2 separate regions of the Bicyclus anynana genome follow, and region 1 is linked to region 2. Evidence: chromatin contacts called from public Hi-C data. All regions are on one chromosome and are shown on one strand. The core of a region is the stretch at or near the end of the contact, and the rest is flanking DNA. Distances in the headings are between cores, read along the strand shown.

Region 1 (4,853 bases), core at 1,128-3,627, 53 kb after region 2:
TCATATAAATCTATACTATAGATTCTTTTTCTAAGAATAAGAATATATAAGTTATTTGTTAATTCCTATAAAAAAATCTAAAGTTAAAAGTTATCGTGATCAATAAAATACACGATTGCTGTTTAGAAGTTATTTAAATGCAAATGTATTTTTTGCGTTAGATTTGTTTATGGATCTCTGTAATTGATGGGTTTTCTGTCGATTCCTAGAAGAAAATAAATCGTTATATTTTTATTTCAATGCAGATTCTTATTATATTATATTACAGTCTTTTGGATTACATATTTAATTTCATTTATCAATTAACTCAAAAATAACTAATTTTCTTAAAAGGACCCTAAGGAGTGTTACCATTTCTGTCTTGCAGTTTTGAACAGTTCGATATAGCACAAAGTACTACATAACTATCTTCTTCTATGTACTTCAAGCTTTTGTCACGAGTATGTCAGCAATACTTGTAGAGCGTAAGCGCTAATTTGTTCACACATCATTAACATACTGCAGAGACCTCGTGATTCGTGACGTATGTGCTAGAAATATACTTCTATCTAAATTCAAAAACGAAGCTAAGATCAAATTATCTTAATTGTAGTTGTCATATAATTATTTTTAAATTTACATACAAACTTAGTAGTAGAACTAGTAATTCGATTACTTAAAGTTAAACCTGTGAGAGTTCCAAACGTGAATAGTTTAGGAGTATAGGAGAGATTCGTTTATTCCAAAGATGTTTTTAGAAAAAGAAAAATTATACCGTCGGTGGAATTTCACAGAAAAGAGCCGGCAATATGCAGTTTGCACTTTTGCAAATAATTGACATTTGAAAATTCTAATTTAATTGCAGAATTTTGAATTTTTTTTTATGTATCTATAATTTTTAAGACTGAAAAGTAATTTTTTGTAGTTTCAAGACTATGTCGAATTGAAAGTTTTCTTTAAGACAAAGATTCAGAAGAACATATACCATATAAAGAATATAATTTTTTGTGAGAGGGAATTCCAAACTCAATAAACAAAATAAAACTGTTGCAAAATTTCAGGAGCTTGAACTAAGACTTGATTAAATTAAATTACTAGAGTTTTTGAGTTCGATTCACATTCGTTGGACTTTAGAAGTACGTATTTCTAGAACCACATTTACACTTCGATGTAGAAGCAATGTTATTTGTCCATTTTAATATTCGCGCTAGGATAGCGAAACCTGAGCAGGCGCAAAATTGTTTTGTTTCTGTCTACACTGTTTTGTCTACTATAGTCACATTATTATAGTTCTTCTAACACTAAAAGTAATGTTAGACGATGTATAAACAACTGAACTCACGGGAGCAGGAAGTGATTCTTAATGATAACTTAAATTCCCGCGAATCCAGCTGTTTGTAGTATTTACATGAACACAGTGGCGTGCAGTTTCAGACAAGCATTATACAACCGATTAAAAAAAAAATTAAAAAACATAGATACAAAGGAAATCTTCCTCTACTAGAGATCATTAAATATGTGCAAGTCTGCCTAAAATGCACGCTATTTACCACACGGCAGTTTAAATATTTAGAAACTCTTGATATTAACGTCTGTTGTTGAATTCTTTCAGAGCTTCGTTCACGAAGGAGGTCTAGTGCCCAAGAGTCTGTACGTGAGCGGGGCTTTCACGGAACGTGACGGCGACCCTCTAAGCGAGGACAGTATCTACCGATCTGTCAGCTTGGGGAAGGGACAGGTTAGTATTTTCTCTACTTGTCCTGCCCAAGAAGAAACTTTGATCGATTTGGCAGGTTTTAGTCTGAGAGGTTGGTTTAAATAACCCAGCTCAGTTAATGGGATAGATGTAGAAAACTTGGATTTTTCAAGTTAACTAATTATTTACCATCGTCACAGTGCATATCTTTTTTGATAAGTAGATGGAACAAAAAGGTTTTCGTCATATTGAGAGTGATCTGAAGTGTGAGAATGCCTATAACAAACTTTCGTACTGTCGGCCTATAATTTAAAACGTTGCAATGCGTCTGTTGACCTGAGATTAAGTCGCAAGACACGAGCCTCAAGTATCAATCTTTCAGTCAGAAAGCGATGCTTCTTTGGGAAGGAAATAAGCGTGGCTGCAGTTTGTCGTCACCAAAGACACTATTCTTCACAATAATGTTACTAGCGAAGACTTGCGTACCCTGAAAAAACAAGCATACTGTTTGGTTAGAAAAAATGTAGCTGTGGATAGGCAAACCACTCCTAGTTCAAAAAACTTAACAATACCACGAATTTCGAGCAATTTGGATTATGGAACATTTTTGTTCATTCCAGCTCCATGAAGTGATAGTGCACAACCGCGACCCGCAGAGCGTGCTGACGTGGGACTTCGACGTGCTGCGCCACGACATCTCCTTCACCGTGTACCGCAGCGACCGCGAGCTCGACCACCCCGACCGCGCCGCTGGTGAGTGCTTTCTGTGTGGCGTGTGCAGCTCACGCAGTGATAGTGCACAACCGCGACCCGCAGAGCGTGCTGACAAGCTCTGTGGGTCGTGCTGACGTTTGATCCACAAAGCGTGCCATTTACGTCATTATCAACATCTCAATCTATGGACCTCCATTGCTGGACATAGGCCTTCTGTGAAAATTTGCAAACTTATTTCCTATGACCCATTTTCAGTCGGCAGTAACATGACCTGTCGTTTACCCGATTACTTACCTGTGTGACCTGTGTGTGTGTGTGTAGCGGCGTGCGGCGGTGGTGCGGGCGCGGAGGAGAGCCGCTCCGTGCTGGAGGGGTGCGGCGGGCGGGAGGGCGAGCACTACCACCGCGTGGAGCCCGCGCTCGTGTGCCACGACGGGGAGAGTATACAGGTGCGCTGTTTTGGTCCCTGTTTAGTAGTGCATACTGTCTCTGTTAAAACGTATACAGGGTGCTCGGGAGTATTTCCCATAACTTCAAGGGTATCCATTAAAGGAGCCGAACTACATAGCCAATTTTTTTTTTTACTAAAAATTAAACCTTTTTGTTTTCATACAAAGTAATTCAAATAATTCCGACTATCCATGTAACACACGCCTTTATCTATCTTTGCATTTTAAAATACGTAAAACTTGGCTACGTAATAGTTATAAGGATGCATATAAGGGACACAATTTAAGATCTATTTACAAAAGAAATATTTTTAACGTGACAACGTCTTATAATTCGATGGAACCGACTGCACACTCGAAAAAAGATGACATCATGCGTCGTTCCCTCGCTCTAGGGTTGCGAATTTTTTTTACAAGAAGTAAAGTATATTCTGGTCTATGAAGATCAAAAAACAGTATTTTAGAAAAACTAATATTTTCTTTTGAAAAATGCAACCATTCCATCAGTATTTTCTTATGACGTTGTCACGTACAACCATCGGCAGTAAACCGACTTTACAGACAACCGATTTTTTTCATTCCGAATATATTAATTTTAGAACATTTTTAATAAATTTCCTTAAAGAACATAGCCCTAGAGTTATGGGAAATACTCCCGAACACCCTGTATAATGTGAATATTGGTCAGGGTTCGCACGTGATGTCGGAGAGCGGCAGTTACGTGCTGCAGTGGCGCTGCGAGGCGGCCGACAGCGCGCGCGCCGCGCAGCTCATGTACTTCCACGAGACGCTCGCCAGCCACCACTACCGGTAACTGATGCTCATCATCATCATCATCCATGAGCCACGGCAGCCCAGTGGATAGAACCTCTGCCTTCGATTCCGAGGGCATAGGTACGAATCCGGTCCAAAGCATGCACATCCAACTTTTCAGTTATGTCCTTTTTAATTAAGAAATAAGGTTTAGAAATGACAAAGTTATGAAGTAGCAAATATTAAAAAAGCCTCCTCCTTTTTTGAAGTCGGTCATCCAACTTTTCAGTTATGTCCTTTTTAATTAAGAAATAAGGTTTAGAAATGACGAAGTTATGAAGTAACAAACATTAAAAAAGCCTCCTACTTTTTTGAAGTCGGTCATCCAACTTTTCAGTTATGTCCTTTTTAATTAAGAAATAAGGTTTAGAAATAACAAAGTTATGAAGTAACAAACATTAAAAAAAGCCTCCTCCTTTTTTGAAGTCGGTTAAAAATATGATAAATAGAATGTTATTATAGAAGTTGACATAAACTGTAAAACTATAAATTACTCGTATTAATTGTAAAATTTTTTGAAAGATCAATTCCTAAATTTCTCACTGGCTCTTCTATCCCTGTCTGATTTGCAAACTGGTAGTAAAGTCTCTGCTAACTGACTTTAGTTTTTAAAAGTTCTCGTAAGTTGAAACAAAATGAATTCGATTTCGCAGGGGCTCAATGTCAAGCCTTCAGTCGGCAATCAGCGGGTTCTCGTGCCTCAGCGGCAAGTCGGTGACCAGCTCCTGTCCCTCGAGGTGATGCGCGCCCTCCGCCCCGCCGCTCTCCCCGCCGCCCCTCTCCCCGCTGCAGCTCACCCCGCCGCCCTCGCCGCCACTGCTCTAAGACTTGGGGCCATTTGGTAATACTTGGGGCTAACCTGTAATATTGGTAATATTGTGTGTTAAAAATAGTGGTTCGGTTTTTAACTATAGGCACACTTTGCCGCCAGTGTTATATGACATCATTCGGTCATTTGGTAATACCGGGGCTAACCCGTAATATTGATGAAAATTGGTAATACTGTGTGATTACTGTACTGTTGTGGTGTTAGCGCTTTTTATTTAATAATAATTAGCTGTGTATTGGATAATGACGCTAAAATATACGTATCGTATATGTGTCTATGATCTACTATTGGGGATAAATGACAATACTGTGTGATTACAGTACTGTGGTTTCAGCTTTTATCTATTGTTAGCTGTGTATTGAACAACGATGTT
Region 2 (4,831 bases), core at 1,583-4,082:
TGAACCGTTTTTTAAATTGTTTTGGCGAGATCTTGGCCATCATGCCTAATGGTAAGCGAAGAGGCAGACTACGGTGGAGCGTGCTTGCCTAACCTTTTGCGAAATATATGACATGCAAGATCTGTTTGAGAACGTACTTAAATATTTCAAAAGAAAATAATGAAGGGCATGGTTGCTGGTAATTACAGTCATACAAGGAACACCTAGGGCTTAGGTTGATGGACGCGGAGAAGCGTTTTGTAGAATGGCTTGTTTCTTTGCATGCTCTGTGAAGTGTTGCTTATCAGAGCCAGAACCATTATGTCAGTGCTAGAGCTTCGTCCGTAAATTATTATAAGTATTACTATTTAAAATAGTTACCATAAGATGAGATTGCAAAAGCGCGAACCTTTCACGTACAAGAATAATAATAAGTAAAGAATCAAATTCTTCGCAAGACTTGACTGCCCTGGCTAAAACTTATCTGGATAGATCTTGGGAGTCCTTCTGGAATGAATCAAAATTGGTGAAAGGCAAACATTATTCATCTATCCAACCAAATATACCAAGACGTCCCTGGTTTTTCTTTCAAAAAATGACTGAACGTTGGGTTCTTACAACTATTTCTCGTTTGCGTCTTGGTCACTCATGTACACCTGTGCATCTAAACAAGCTCCGGATTAGGGATAACTCTATCTGTGAGTGTGGTTTGGATGAAGGCACTGTTACTCATCTCCTTTTTAACTGTCCCAGACTTCTTCATCCTCTCTATGACATTCTTCCCCCAAAAGTCCCTCGTCCTTTAAGTGTTAAATGTTTGTTAATGTTTGTGTTTAGTCCATATTGTAGATTTTTATGTAAATATGTAGAATGTAATAAGATTAAATTGTAATATATGTTTATACTATGTAAATTATTTTAAATATTTTGTTAATATTAATATATGTTATTTGTGTTGTTATAGGTTAGGAACTAACAAAAATATTATGTAATAGTAACTATCTAGTAGATTCTCAAAATTGAACTTGTCAGCTCTCACTGAACAATCTCCTTCGTGCCTTCTCCATCTACTCGACACTGGCGAGATAAACCGTGCCCAGTTGGCACAAATGAAAGCCATTAAGAAGAATTGAATTGAATTGAAGTAAAGAATCTGCACAAAAATAATACCCTCTTTGGTTCTGCAAACCACAATCTCCCGCAAGAGTAATTCGAACAGACAAATTGCTCGGCTATCGTATTCGGCGTTCGTTTTCCGTTGAACGTTTATCTTTGATGGCGCGTTTCCTCAATTTCTTAATCGACACCGTTCTATATGCAATTCGGTTTTATTTGCCTTTCATCTAATATGTATTTTGAATTGGTATGTACATTGTACATGCTGAACCTGCCTCTCGAACCTGTAGTATAGTTGACTAATAGTCAAAAAAAAAAGAAGTCATATTTCAAATGTGCTAGTAAACTAAACCACATACTAAACCTATTTGAAATATACAAAATTGTATGTATACCCATACAACATTTACATACATTAGGTTTTATTTTTTTAATGAACTTTCTTAGTATTTTTCAAATGTAGGTAGGTATTATGTTTCTACCATTGGATTTGATTGGATAGATCATTGACCTAAATGAAAGAAAATAAATTTGTAATGCTTCCATAATTTTTGATATTTCGTACTCTGAGGCTATTAACCTTATACCAAGATTGTTTCGTATAGCGATTTTGAATGTTATCGACCACTAAATAATTCAATTTGTAACACTTACTAAAGTAATATTACTTACGCCTTTAATTATTAAGATGGACAGACATGGTGACGGTTTTGCAAAAAAAAAAAATAGGTATTTGCTAGATGTATCGTACTTGCAGCAGCAATTTAGTTGGCGCATTATTGGAAGTCGCGAGATCGCATTGCAGCTCAAAAAGTTGAAGCCAAATAAGATTAAAACGGACTCGACGTTGGCGAAACCCATTGTGTACTGATTCAGCGCTAGAAACAGCCAAAAAGAGTATTAAAACTGAAAGTACGAGCAGATAAGACGGCTTCGGATTTAAGTTATATTGGCTTACGAATAGCGACGGAGTTTCCCAAGTCTAGGTGAAAGGAATTCTGAGTTCCAAGTATTTTTAATATAGGCAGATATTAAATCGGAAACAGCAATGATAATGTTATACTATAGATCGGTTATGTCCCTACAAAATCATTGCAAAAAGTGATCGGAATAATAGACTAAAAGACTGAGCGCACACATGCAAAACTTTGTCTTTAATTCCATTATATATTTATGTATTTATAGTTTTTACACTTCCTGATCACACAACTCGACATTGTAGATGATATTTCTATATTATTTGTTTAAATAACGTTTGTTGTTGATCACAACTAACATTGAGTTGACTATAAATTTCCTCTATTGAGCATCTCATTTTTCATGCGCTAGTAACACATCTAACATAACATTAATATCTTTGTGGAACAGTAATAACTGTATTCAAGTAGGTAATAACTTTTTCATTCTCTTTTGCATCTCACGTGAATATTTTTCCTTTGTTTGTATGTAAATCATATTCACTATATACCTACTTATGTCAAAGCTAGATGTGCTCCTCGATTTTACCCGCGTAGGTTCCGTTCCCGTGGAAATACGGAAGTAAAAGACAGCCTATGTGTAACTCGCTGATTAATAGCTTTCCATTGGTGAAACAATTATTAAAATCACTTTTGTGGTTGAAGTGTGAACGTAACGAACAAACATAAATTCGCATTTATAATTTATTAGTTAGCATTAGAATTTCCTCACAAATGGCCTGAGTGACGCTGAGTCGATTATGTGAAGAGTCAAGGACCTGCTTACGAGGGCTCACAAAGGCTGAGAAGTAAGCTTTATGATATGTACTGTCCTTAAATTTCTTGGCAATATAAAACTAAAATATTTAAATTCATCGTCTGCAATCAAATTAAAATATAAAAAAACATACATACAGCCGAACGTAGAACCTCCTCCTTTTTGGAAGTCGGTTAAAAATAACACTATCAAGTTCAGATTGAACGCTTTGATATGAAGAGGTAATTCTTAAGCGGTTATGTTTTGCGCAAGATACTTAGGCAAGTTACTCGTAAGTACCTACTCGTTTTTGCTCAAAAACTTGTTATCCAAGTTGTCGACACGAGAGGAATGTTACTGGTAAATGGTTGGATTTTACTTTTAATTGGGGGACTTTTAAAAGTCCTTTAGGCCTTCCGTCGTAACCTGTACTTAGCTTCTTGTATCCGCTTACAATGTATAATTATATCCATTTAGGGAAAAATCTCATAAGTAACATTTAGCGAAATTGGTGTGCTTGATCATCATAGTATACCTAACTAAGAAATAAACGGATGGTTCATGCCTCTGTATTGTGAAACTTGGTCGCTTTCAGTTTTCAGAATATGAAATCAACCGACCTGATTTGACATTTAAGTGCTTTGATGGTCACTTGCACTGATTTGACATTTAAGTGCTTTGGTGGAAATTGGGATTTTGCAATCCCAATTTCTTGGTCACGAAATCTTTGGTTAGGGATTTGTTATTTATTTCATGCATGGATACTGTTTTTATAATAAAAAGATTGAATTTTTAGAAACAAGCTTTTATCCTAATTCGTCCTGACAAACACTAGTGCGATATTATAGGAGCCATTTCGAACCAGAAATCATCCCTGACTAAATTAGATTACGATCCCCGATACGGATATTTCTATTTCCCGACTCCGACGAGTAAATATCCAAAAAACATTTTTTTCAACGCGGAGAAGTCTGGGCCATATTTTCCAAGTATTTAAACATATTGTACCGTAAGTAATTCCCATGATGGTACCTCGTTACGTGTAGCCCAATGTCGTTGGCTATTTATAACTGATTTAATGAACCCTCATTATCCCCCTGTCTACCCACCCACTTCAGGGTAAGTAGATTGTTGGATATTATATTGATTACTCAAATACTTAAGTGGGTCGACCTGAGTTGACCTTTAACTAGGATTTGCTTTTTATTGAAGCCGGACTAGCCCAAAATTCTGAAAGTCTGAGCTCAGAATATTGTCTTGAACTTTAGACCTATAGAGCTCATGCGTACTATCCATACTAATATTATAAATGCGAAAGTAAGCCTGTCTGTATGTCTGTTAGTTACCTTTCCACGGCTAAATCGCTAAACCGATTTACATGAGATAAATAGGATCTAGGAAACAGAATTTAACGCAGAGTCGTGGACGTCCCCGTTCACTAGTTGTTGGTTGTACCATGTGTTTTCTGTGGTTGTACCATAAATATTACGATCCAAACCATAATATACGAGTATCAGCTTGATCGGAACCATCGAGGTGACCGGAGAGGTTAAAGTAACCCAAACTGTTACGTGGAGTAAATTAATTACAGGTGTAAGATTGTAAATAACTCTGGACAAAAAATCTTTCTTGCACTTAGTAATTTATTTATAGTAGGTGTTCAGACAACTTTGATTGGCGGTTTTTTGTGAAATCACGTTTTGTCTGCGACGATAGGTACTTGCAAAGCTATTACGTAGTTTTGATTTTGAGATACTATCACAGAATTTTTAAATTGTAAATACATACTTAAAAAATGTTTTATTATCGTCGGAAATCAACGACGCATAGACAGACACATACCTAATAACAAAATTTGATTAAAGTGGGTAGAGTTGTTACCGATATGTAAGCTCGTTTAATAAATGATGCCAATTTTAAATTGCTTAGTTGTAACCTAATTTTAAAAACTGTTGAAATGAACGTTTTACATGTACTAGGCAGTTAGGCACATATAATATATGCATCGTCACGTTCTGTAATA

What was found. A called contact is a pair of places that touch in the nucleus more often than the background predicts.
Region 1: a Hi-C map of whole body shows a contact between it and region 2, with 3 times the contacts expected there. The contact joins two enhancer-like sites. A contact is called at or near these places in 2 of 2 Hi-C or Micro-C datasets (whole body and whole larva).

Annotation. Positions count from the first base shown.
Region 1 is chr14:745,429-750,281 of ilBicAnyn1.1, forward strand. The region is part of intron 1 of LOC112046466 (rab GTPase-binding effector protein 1); the gene reads right to left. LOC112046480 (protein real-time) reads left to right here. Exons shown (of 15, transcript XM_024083108.2): 11 at 1,592-1,717; 12 at 2,296-2,428; 13 at 2,711-2,838; 14 at 3,527-3,648; 15 at 4,305-4,853. The coding sequence ends at 4,392. Among protein-coding and RNA genes, the nearest start is that of LOC112046468, 20 kb to the right of the region's middle. Within about 2 kb of position 2,378, at least 8 of the 8 cell types and tissues checked have open chromatin away from gene starts, as enhancers often do.
Region 2 is chr14:691,514-696,344 of ilBicAnyn1.1, forward strand. All of the region lies in intron 1 of LOC112046466 (rab GTPase-binding effector protein 1), which reads right to left. The region is part of intron 1 of LOC112046480 (protein real-time); the gene reads left to right. Among protein-coding and RNA genes, the nearest start is that of LOC112046480, 6.9 kb to the left of the region's middle. Within about 2 kb of position 2,833, at least 6 of the 8 cell types and tissues checked have open chromatin away from gene starts, as enhancers often do.